Regions from separate parts of the Anas platyrhynchos genome. Here region 1 is linked to region 2. The links are chromatin contacts, called in public Hi-C maps. All regions are on one chromosome and are shown on one strand. Each heading gives the region's core, a stretch centred on a gene start, on an enhancer-like site or on the middle of the called end of the contact. The rest is flanking DNA. Distances are from core to core; before and after follow the strand shown.

Region 1 (5,644 bases), core at 308-2,807, 160 kb before region 2:
TGCTATTTAAATAGTCTTTGGAATACATCTTTCTGTGGCGTAACTTACATAGAAGATCAGCTCTGCACTGGTCAAAGATGGTCAGCTTCCTAAATTCAAGGTAGCAATTTTGGTCTAAATTTCTGTATCTCTTTTAGACTGCCTACAGGTATAGTGCAGATGCCTGGGCTAATGATGCCCACACCAGCTCCAAAATCAGAGGCAGGTTAGTCACGTCAGCATTATGTTCTGCCTGAGCCAATACATCCTAATGAGGCTGAATTTACAGCCTACACATGTTTTCAAGACAGAGCTGTGATCTTTGCATGGGGTCTGTACCACTCCATGCAAGTATTCCAGCTTAGGTAATGCTAGCTGGCTTTGCCAGCCTTGTGCCTTTCCATTGCAAAGGGGAGATGTATGCTAAATGCATTCTTACTTGGAGGTGAGACTGGCCAAATATAGATGCCTACTGGTACAGATAAATCAGATTTTAAGGGACAGTATTTAAGTACAAGTATGATATAAACTACAGGTGAGATTCATCCACACTATCGTGTATGTCTGAAACCTACAGGAAGCTCATCTCTGCTATTCATGCACACTTCTCTGGTTGCTGGAGGGAGCTGTACTCTTCCAGGGGATGAATTACCAGGAGTCATAGACCGTGTGCTGCACTGTGTTGCTTTCATGTGTTCACAGCAATGCGTGTTATTTCTGATGGCAGCAGAAACGTTGGCATCAAGAAAACCCAAGCAACTCTAGAACCGTTTTTTAATTACTTGAAAATGCATCACATGTTGTAGGTATGACTTGTTTAGTTTCTTGTCACTACTATAGACAACATCTATAACATCATATAGTAATGTATTTCAGGTACTCTGGTACAAATGGTATTTTAAACTGCCATACTGACTATTGCATTCATGTAGCACGAAAAAAACAATCAAAATCACAAAGGTGTTCTGGTTTGTGATTGGGAATAATGTGTTCTGAGACGGTGAAGCATGTTTGGGACTGGTGATGGAGGTCAGGGCAGCAGATGGAACTCCCCTGGCAGGTGCTGTGGCATTGCAGTGCTGAGCCCAGTGTGTGCACCCCTAGAGCAGGCTGGGATTTGCCAGTGAGGCCAAAATTTCAGCACCCAAATGCAGGGTGAGGGAACAGGGATGCTGTTCCTGCTCAGCCGTGAAAGCCTGAGCTTAAACTCTCTCTTACAACTCCTGCAGAAGCGCTAACTCCAAGACACTCTGAGACACCACTCTCACCCCAAATCTACCTCTCCTTTTGTCTGTGTTTTGGAAATCCACCTGCAGATCTCTGTGGTGGTGGTGAAGAAGCGTGCCAGTAAGTTCAAGAACAGCACAACTGTGCTGCTGAAACTGCTGTGGACAACGCTAGGAATTTGCTTTCCTTCAGCTTCTCCAGAGCAGACATGCCAGGGCTTTTTGCTGCCTTTTCCACGCCAGGGGAAGGAGCAGGGCAGCGCTGGCCGTGTGCATCCAGATGTGCATGCTGATGTTGGGGTGAAGGCCAGGCTCCCCAGCAGCTGCCCCGGGCTCCCTCTAGAGGGAGCCCGCTGATGAGGAATAGCCCAGGAGGCAGCGCAGAGCCGAACTTGAACTTGCTCAGCTTTACAAAAGCTTGCCCGAGGATTAAGCGAGCTTTTTGGGGAGTGTTTGCTTTAGAAACAGCCCCAGCCCTGTTGCAAACCTACCCTTCTGACTGCAAAATATATAGCATCACAGTCCTTTACTTACCCAGCACCAGGACCGCCAATGCATCCTAACCATTCTGAAATTGGGAATATTGATATGGTTTCAGGTCTTTGCCGGTTTGCCGCTCTGGCATGCTCCACAGAAAGCCTGCTCGAAGATGGCATTTGCATAGAGAGATATCGACTGTGTGATTTCAGGGTTAGAGCTGATGAGTCAGAGGTGCTGTCAGCAGGCAGATGCAGCAGGGAGTGCTCTGTGGTTTGTACACGGTGCACATTTTGAGCGTGAGACATAAGGTCAAAGGCCAAGTAGCTTTAATTGCAATTGCAGGAGAACAATCGGCAGCCTGAATGCTTTCCTGGGATCAGAAAATATGCTTGCATTGTTGGGGAAGAAAGAAGAATATAGACAAAGGTATTCAATAAGTTAGTTTTTATTTATTTATTTTATTTTTAATATGTATTTTGAAAGCATTTTCATGCCATTTCAATTACTGTACTTAACTTGACAGATGTATCTCTCTTTTTCAGCAGAGACTTCACCCAGTTTTCAAATAGAATTTACTGATATTTCTTTTAAACTCCTTACTACAGAGCAACAACAAAATTTTTAAATAACTTTATAAAGCAGAGCCAAACTCTGCAGCTTACTCCTTAAAGAAGCTGAAATAACTGAAGTACTGGCAGCTAAGCAGTTTGCAAAAAGTGAGCTGCTTAGATCTTTGCAACATGGAAATAAACATGGAGTTTTATGTGCCTTTCCTACATTATTAAGTAGCTTATTTTAAAACTCCAGTTTGCCCTGGAGTTGTGAAGAACATCAAATATGTTGCCAGTTGGAAATATGACTGTTTACTTTAAGAGGCACCTGTAAATTAAAAATAAAAAATAAAATCAAACTGAAAAGAGAAATTCATTAAATTGAAATAAGCCTGAGTGAATAAGTGCAGTATCTCACTGAAATGAAAAAACTCAGGGCAGGAGCTTGTTTGCTGGAGACTTTCTGGCCTCCCTATGTAGTTTTTAGTCCTATGTTTCTAAAGGGTGTAAATACTTAAAAGTTCTGGGTATTTTCAATTACTATTGTTAGACAGAAAACAAGCTCCGGTTTCTTCAAACCTTATTTCGTTGAATGTGTCTGAGTCATAGGAAAAGTCATTCCATCATGTCTAGAAACTGTTTTTATTCAGAGTACTTGTCAGGAAAGAAAATAAACAAGTATTAGTTCCTGCCACCATTCATTTCAGAACAGTTACAACCGATATAATTAGGTCTCAGATTTAAAAAAAAAAAAAAAAAAAAAAAAGGTCTGAATGAAAAGATATAAGATTATATATGTCAGTTGCTGAGCATTTGGCATGAACAGCTTTTCCAACACTTGCTCTGGTTATTATAAGTTTTGAGTTGTAAATGACTGCATTCAGCAGCAAACCTGTCAGGTTGGAGAGCTTTTCATTAAATGTTTGATCTAGAAATTTTTAATCAGCACACAAATAAAACAAATTATTAAAGCACTACATCAGCTACGGTGTATGTAATTGGGATGAACGGGGTGATGTAACTGGTGGGGAACAGCACAAGCATTCTTAGCAGAAGGCCTGGAGCTACAGAACTTGTTACCACTGGAGATGAAGCAGAGCCTGAGTCTTAACCTGTATCTTGAAAATGGTAAGATACACCTATTAGGGACATTTCCAAATAACTTGCTGATAAATCAGATATGTTGTACAGCTTTGCTGGGGAGACTGGGGAGGGATCGCTTTTTTTTTTAATAATGCCTTGTGTTCATGAAATAATGCTGTGATGAACAAAGTACTAAGAACACAGCAGATTTTATTTAATAAAAGGAAAAGTGTTTTACATTCTCAGCGTTTTACCACTGTTCTCCACCCTATATGAAAGCAAAGCGGTAAGATATACTTTAAGAAGTTATCTAATGAAAACTATTTTGTGACGTTAACACGTTAATCAGGGGTAGCAGTTGTAACTGTGCTGATATCAAAACCTACTCTTGACTTTCTGAGCTGATACAGCTTATTGACACTTTAGCTTGAAAAAAGCAGTTCATTTAGCTAGTCTGGTTAGTGAAATTTCTGCATATGTCAGCAACAAGGTGTTGCAGCTGGGCTGACAATTAAACGGGGGGTTGATTTACATATATCAAATTAAAAACCACCAGCATAAAACAATCGGAAGCAGTACTACTCTGCTCATCCTAGCCATGCAGATTTCTTAGGGTGGTTTTTGTTTGACATTTATATCTCGACTGAGATATAAAACTTCTGCTTATTTAATTTTTGTTTCCTGTCTTTGAAGAAATTAACCTAGGCAAGCTAATACAAAAGCGGGGGGTTATATATTGCTCTGAGGGCTGCAAGGAAGTTAATGTTTCGTGGCTGAGAAGCCTGCCTTATGTCAGTATATCAGTCGCCAAGACTTTTGCCTGCAGGTTTGTGTGCCTTGAGTCAGCATCTGAGGCAGGTCAGTGAGTATTGCCATGATCATGCTCATTGATGAAACCTTACCTCCATCCAGATCACCAGAAACGTTGCTGCTGTTTTCAGAGGAACCAGAGCTGTGTTCAAAACATTGGATTTGGCAGCAGGGAATGCCAGTGATCCATGTATCACGGGGGTTGCATGCCAAACAAACGTCTGTCGGCTTCGTCTTGGGCTGTGTAGACATCCGTTTGCACGTTTTCATCTTCTTTCCCCGATGTGGCATATGCAGAAACTAGCTCTGCTTCTGGTCTCGAGCTCTGAAGCAACAGGAGGTGAAATACATCCTGAAAATGGTTAAACACAGCCCTCATGGCAAAAATTCAGTGCAGCAAACAAATCTGTCTCCTGCTCTCTAGCCACATATGCTAGCTAATGCTCACCTCGCAGGAAAGCACCAAAGAAAAAGGAAAGAAATCGTTGCTAAAAAGGATCTTTCAGTTCTCAGACCTTGAATCTCATAGCTTTGGTGGTGCTTTGGTGATGCAGGGTGCAGGACCTGGAGGTGCTGGAGCACTGACCACAGGGACAGGGCTGGTCCAGGGAGGTTGCTTTCAGGTGTTTGTGGCAAATGTGCCTTGAGTGCTCTGTAGGATGAGGGAATTATGGGGGTTTACTAATTGCTGTACAATGGAAGCCGGGTCTGCTGTGGCAGGGCCACAGGCAGCCCCATGCTCAGCCCCACAGGCTCAGCTGGCACTGTGGCTCCCATGGGAGGTGCTGTACCTCACTCCTGTTTGTCTTCCTGGGGACTGCGGGGACAGAAAACGTACATAATATCAGTTTCTCTCCCTTTTAGTCTTTACTGTTGTTGTGCCTTTAAAATAAAATGATTCTTTTCTTCCTCCTCTCCCCCCCCCCCCTTTTTTTTTTTAATCCCTTGCCTTTCATACAACAATTTATATCCTCTGTGCCTTATCTCAGGTAAGATAAAAATAGTGGCTTTGCTCCATCAACATAATCGGTTGTGTTAATATCTCTGATAGCAGGCTTGGCTCGGAGTTTACATTGCCCCATATGGGCTTTGTCTGTGCGGGCACAGCCTATGGATTCTGCTAAAAACCACTGCACATCTAAAAACAAAACAAAACAAACACAACCTCATGATGAGATAGTAGATTTTTAAACGCTGTTTTAAAACAAAACAAAACAAAAAATAAAAGTGTTTTCCTTCAATTTACAATAGTTATTAAAACACAAATAATTATTTTCATATTAAATAACAATGTATTTTATTTAATTTTTATTCTGCTTTTTGAACACTAACAAAGTTCAAGATCATGCTTATAAACACTGAAAAAGTTCTCAGTTACAAAGTGTGAGAATTTGTCATGTGTTTCTCTAAAGATGGTGAACAAAGATGTAATTAGCATTCACTAGCATTCACCATCTTCAAAGGAGGTTGACTGGTACAATCAAGTGTCTAATAACCCCTGTAAGTTCTGATCAG
Region 2 (5,267 bases), core at 1,299-3,798:
TGCATCCTGACTGTAGTCTGGGCTAGTATAATTGGTCTGGTTTCAAAAGTACAAACAAAATCCAAATGACCACAAACTGGCATGCTTCATACCTTTGCACAAATGACTCAACTCAATCTTTGTCTTCTTTTTTCTTTTGAGGTTACTGTTATGTGCCTGGGATCTTGTTCTCTGTCAATAGTCTCTGATCCTGGCATTAATACTCCTGTGACTTTCCTCCCTGCAGTCTTTGCCACATTGTACCACTGTTTGAATATATACAACAAGAATTGAAAATAAAAAAAAGCATTAAAGAACTGCTGGCACCTTGTGGTAAATGTTTGAAAAACATTTTTAGCAACAGTTTATATTGTAAAACATATGAATTCTGAATTTTCTCAGTCATTGAGACTATTTTGATGAAAAATGGATCTTTGTTATTTTATTCTATTTATATCGCTTTGACCTGCTAGTCTATTTTCAGCCTGCTGCCTGCAGTGCTATCTGGCACGTGCTAAATACATGTTTCCTAAAGCAGTTTGTAAAGATACATTGGAACTGGTTATTTCCAAATGGGATAATTTTGTTAGCAAGACTCCTGCGTAAGAGCATGATTCCTGAGCAGGAGAACATTTGTGCGCAGGTGAGATAACTTATCTCAATATTTACATGTAAGCAGAGGAGATAACTCACATGGTCACTTGTGCTGGTTCTGCTGCTTATTAGCTCAGTGCAGGTAGGCACTATGAAGTATATGAGCTGGTGGAATTTGAAAAAAGATAAATAATAATTTGGTGAACTGCATTGATATCTTCTTCTCAGGGAAAGAGAGAGACAGAGAGAAAAAAAAAAAAAAAAAGAGAGAGAGAGACTTAGAAACCTCAAGGACCTGGTATTTTTACTAGAAGGGAAGAGATGAGTTGGAGGGGAGCAGAAAGACCAGGGAGGTCACAGATGTAGCCTGGAGTATGTTGAGTAAGTGAGAACAGGAAGAATAAAATTGGTATCGTAGACTGGGAGAGCCAGCAGATTAGATCAAATATATGTGTGAAGAAGACAAAACAGAAAGCTCTTGTATGAAAACATTTCTTGTGAATTAGCAGAGCTGAGCTCCAGACTGCATATCAGACTGTCTCTCTCATCTGTGCTTCTTTCTAAATTCACTAACACTGCAGTTTACAGCAGTTTACAGACCTTTTTCTTAGTCCCTATAAATATTTTATAGAAGCCAGGTTAGCTGAAATGAAAAATAGAGTTGTTTTTCTTAGGTGCATGATTTAAAAGCTTAGCAAGAAAACTTGTGGAAAACATAATTGCCCTAAACAAAACAGAACTCTGAAGAGTTTTGCCAAATGAAAACTAACTTTTATCAATACCCTCTAAAGTCTTTTTTTTTTTTTCTTTAGTGAACTGTTTTCATGGCAAAGTTCAACTTTCAGTTCCCAGGGTTTCTAACTGAAGAACTCTTTACACTTTTCACTGTCCTTATAAAAGACAGACAAAGTGGTTTAAGGAAATATTTTTTAAAATATTCATTATCTGGCAAAGACCAGGCCTGCAGTATTTCAGCCTAAAAAGGGATAGTTTTGGAAGGTTTTAAAAGTATCTGAAAAAAAAAAAGGGGGGGGGGGATAGAATGAAAATGAAAATGCAACTATAAACATAAGTTTTAATGTCATTCATCCTGCAGTAGTTTTTTAAGTCATCTTCTTCTTTTTTACATAGTTACATTTATAATAAATGTATAATGTCTTCTGTGTGATACTATCTATTATCTCAGTGTGCGTTTGTGAGATACATGCCCCTACATATGTGTATTATGAACATAGCAGTAAGGCAGATGAAATCACACCAGACACATCCTGGAATTAACTCTGAGTTTGCATTGTGTTTACCTGGTCAGCTACCATTTGTTTAAATCCCTGAAGATGCTTCTGGGTATCTGCAGCTTCCTTTTCTTTTAACCGTGATTACAAATATTTAATACCTTTTGTTTGAACACTATGAAAACATTGACCAGATGGGAAATCAGGTGAAACTAAATAGAGGTTTCATGAACTGGTCTCTAAAATATAGACGAACAAGAATATTACTAGCCAATCTGGGGAACAGTTAGATGACAATTGTGGTGGCTGCCCCTGGCCCATCCTTACCTTGCTTCAGGCTGGAGATACAGACTAGGCAACGCTGACAACTAAAGCAGAATTAAGATACAACAAAGTGGAAACATATTAACTGAACCAATAAAAATAATAATATTAATAATAATCAAGCAACGCAACTGCAGATTGTGCTCTGAACTTTGCCAAATTTGGGGCTGCTGGCAGGCCACCAAGAATAGTAAATACAACAGACAAGGGCCCCTCATCTGAGAAAGCCTTGCCACAGTCCCCAGAGAGCTTTGCCCTACGAACCAACAGCAAGAGCATCCCAGCCGGTCTGAACAGCCACCGTGGAATTACGGCATGAGATTTCTGTGAAGTGAGATTAAGCTAAACTTGCATCTTGTGTGAATTCAGATTAAATGAAGGGACTCAGTTGTTATTTAGCAAAAACAGTTCCCTTGGTTACATTGGAGTCATTTTTACTGTGTTGGTATGATGTAATCGGCTGGTTTAACATTTAGAGCTAGTAAAACATGTGCGTATAATTTTTTTTTTAAAGTATGTGCCTAATCACTTTCATTTTGCACTCACTTAGCTCAATATTAATAGTTTGCATTGGCTGAGAATTTACAAACAGGCTTAGGAGTGAAACAGTCTAGATTTCTACATGTGATGGCCTGAAAGTTACAGGGAGTAAAGAGTCTTGTCAGACTCCTAGATCTTTCCTCCCACACATGCTGGCCACCAGATAAATCATGTGTGTGAGTTTATAGTGGAGTCGGTACTGGATGTTAAGCAACACCCAGAAGTGAAGTTCTTGAAATAATTTCCTGTGAAAGCTACAGTAGACAGATTTGTAATCATAGATCGTGGCATTAATCAAGTAAACAAACCATCCATTTTTGCTGTGGCATTCCTGAAATCTCTTTTAGGAATGCCAAAGTTCTGCATAATGATACTTCCCAGTAATGAGTGTGGTAAGCACAGGATAGCATGACACAGAGGGCTTCTCAGTTCTTTGGGGCACGGATGTAAAATTCCTCTGATACAGCAGTGAGAGTCAGAAGACATCTGAAATGTGACTTAAACATTTCGGTAGTATTCATACTACTTATTTACATTGTAATTACAACATTTCTCCTCTTAAAACCTTTCCGAAAGGTTGCTTATCCCCTTCTGTCAGCTAAGAGAAATTTCAGGCATGGCTGCTCTTGAAGTAAAGAACGAATTGGTAAACAGAGGCAAACTCTTTGTCCTGCATTGTTACTCATGCTGACAAATGTGCACTCAGTAAAAGCTGTTGACAGCTGTGGGCTGCTCAAGAACCACAGCTAATGTGGGAGAATCTCCTCTAGGAAACAGGGCAGGTAGGCTTCATCTAGCTTGTGTAAAAACGGGGTTTGCTGGAGGGGAAAGAACCAGGATGGTTTGAAGAGGAAGGCATTAGGTTGGAGGAGGTTCTGTGTGGAGCTATGTGGTGTTCAGTACAGACCTGATTTTGTTTCACATTTTCTTTAATGACTGTAATGTAAGTATAACAAGTACTGCTGGTGACGCAGGGTTTGGAGACATTGGCAATACAGAGAAGGACCTGGATATCATACAAAAAAGGAGGGGAAAAAAATCCAACAAGAAAAAACCTGGATGAGCTTTGAGTACTGAACTAATGGCGATGGAATGAAATTCAATATTAAAAAATGCAAGACTGTGCCTGGGGGGACTAATAAAAATTTCTAGAAGCAGCAGCAGTTCATCAGCCCAATACGGCAATGTAGAAGGAAGGCTTGAGAATAGTGGTAAGTGGTCACAGGCTGACAGCAAGCTTCTGCAGTGGTCTGCTTGATTTCAAGGTGCAAGCATTCTTAAATAATGATGCGTCAGGAAGGTGGCTGGCTATCCAGAAGCACTGAGAGGCATTAGGATGGCGTGGTGGACTGATCTGGAGCTGACTTTTAATATTAATGAAAACAGGTTAGGGAAAGTGTGGGGAGGATGGTTACCACAGGTCATGAAAATGAAAGAAAGTAGCTTCTCAGGAGGAGAGATTGAGTTAATTAAGGGACAATGAGACAGCTGGCATATTCAAGGCAAAGGGTTAGCAAAAAGGTCTTTGCAGCAGCAATCTGGACAAATATGAAAGAGGTAAAATTGTATTGGTAAAAGCCAGAAAAAAAATGATGTTGCAACTATTGACGTGCGGGGTGGTGAGGCATATGTTCCAGTTATGAAGCAATTACAACAATATATAAGCCCTGAAGTGGTTTCAAGCTGAATTCAGATTGGCATCTCTGTGCAGAATAATTAACACACAGAATCATGAACATGGAGGACAAAAACAGTAGAAAACTTCAAAATCCTAGAAACTAAATTCACTTTGAATGGAAGGAAGAAACAAAGGGAAAATTTGGGGAAGAAAGGAGAGAAATGGTAAAATCCCAGGGTTTGAAACATAAAGAATGCAAGTAACATCCCAGTTAAGTTGGGAAACTGATCCAGGTGCTACTTCTTTTGCATTAAAGCTATTCAGCTGAATTCACAGTTGTTTCCACTCAGGTTAGAGGGAATCTTGGGCTATAAAGTGAACTCTGCAGGTTCTCAGATGAGTTAGTCATCATTGTTTTAATTTGTTTATCCTGTTTCCATAATAAATCCTTTTTTTTTTTTCTTCTTTTTTTTTTTTTTTCTCATTTAAATGTATTAAAATCTATTTTGTTGGGATTTTAAAAATTGAGCTTACTGTGGTTCATTTCTCAACAAAAAGTTTGTCTTCTACCCTTATGTGAAAAGTCAGCAGGGATGCCAGCATGGCAGTGGTATTTTTCAGTAAAGAATTCACAGAAGTGCCTCATTGACATGGGCTATAGTCAGTGAGGACAAGCATGAACACCTTGGTTTTGCATAGTGGAAGGAGCAGGCTCTACACGTTAGAGGGTGTCCCAGAAAATGAGTGCTGCCAAGTGCAAATCCAGCAGGCACAATTTGTGTAGAATATGTTCTTACCGCAATGTATTTTCAAGCACGTGAATGTTTTCTAGGTAGATTTGATTCTGCATTTGATGTCAGATTAGAAAAGCCGTGCATTTCAATTCTTAGAAACTAGTCTTGAAAGTAATGCAGTATCCTGCACCACAGAATGTGGAAGTGAAGTTAGAAATATTTTCTCTTTTGTTTATCATCACAGTA

Evidence for each region. A called contact is a pair of places that touch in the nucleus more often than the background predicts.
Region 1: a contact with region 2 is called in a Hi-C map of subcutaneous adipose tissue, with 2.1 times the contacts expected there. The contact joins two enhancer-like sites. A contact is called at or near these places in 2 of 8 Hi-C or Micro-C datasets (F1 follicle and subcutaneous adipose tissue).

Annotation. Positions count from the first base shown.
Region 1 is chr2:123,859,199-123,864,842 of IASCAAS_PekinDuck_T2T, reverse strand. No RefSeq gene overlaps it. Among named protein-coding and RNA genes, the nearest start is that of CREB5, 13 kb to the right of the region's middle. Within about 2 kb of position 1,557, at least 5 of the 8 cell types and tissues checked have an H3K27ac peak or open chromatin away from gene starts, as enhancers often do. A contact at or near this core is called in subcutaneous adipose tissue, where this site is marked.
Region 2 is chr2:123,697,887-123,703,153 of IASCAAS_PekinDuck_T2T, reverse strand. The region is part of intron 5 of CREB5 (cAMP responsive element binding protein 5); the gene reads left to right. Among named protein-coding and RNA genes, the nearest start is that of CREB5, 150 kb to the left of the region's middle. Within about 2 kb of position 2,548, at least 1 of the 8 cell types and tissues checked has an H3K27ac peak or open chromatin away from gene starts, as enhancers often do. A contact at or near this core is called in subcutaneous adipose tissue, where this site is marked.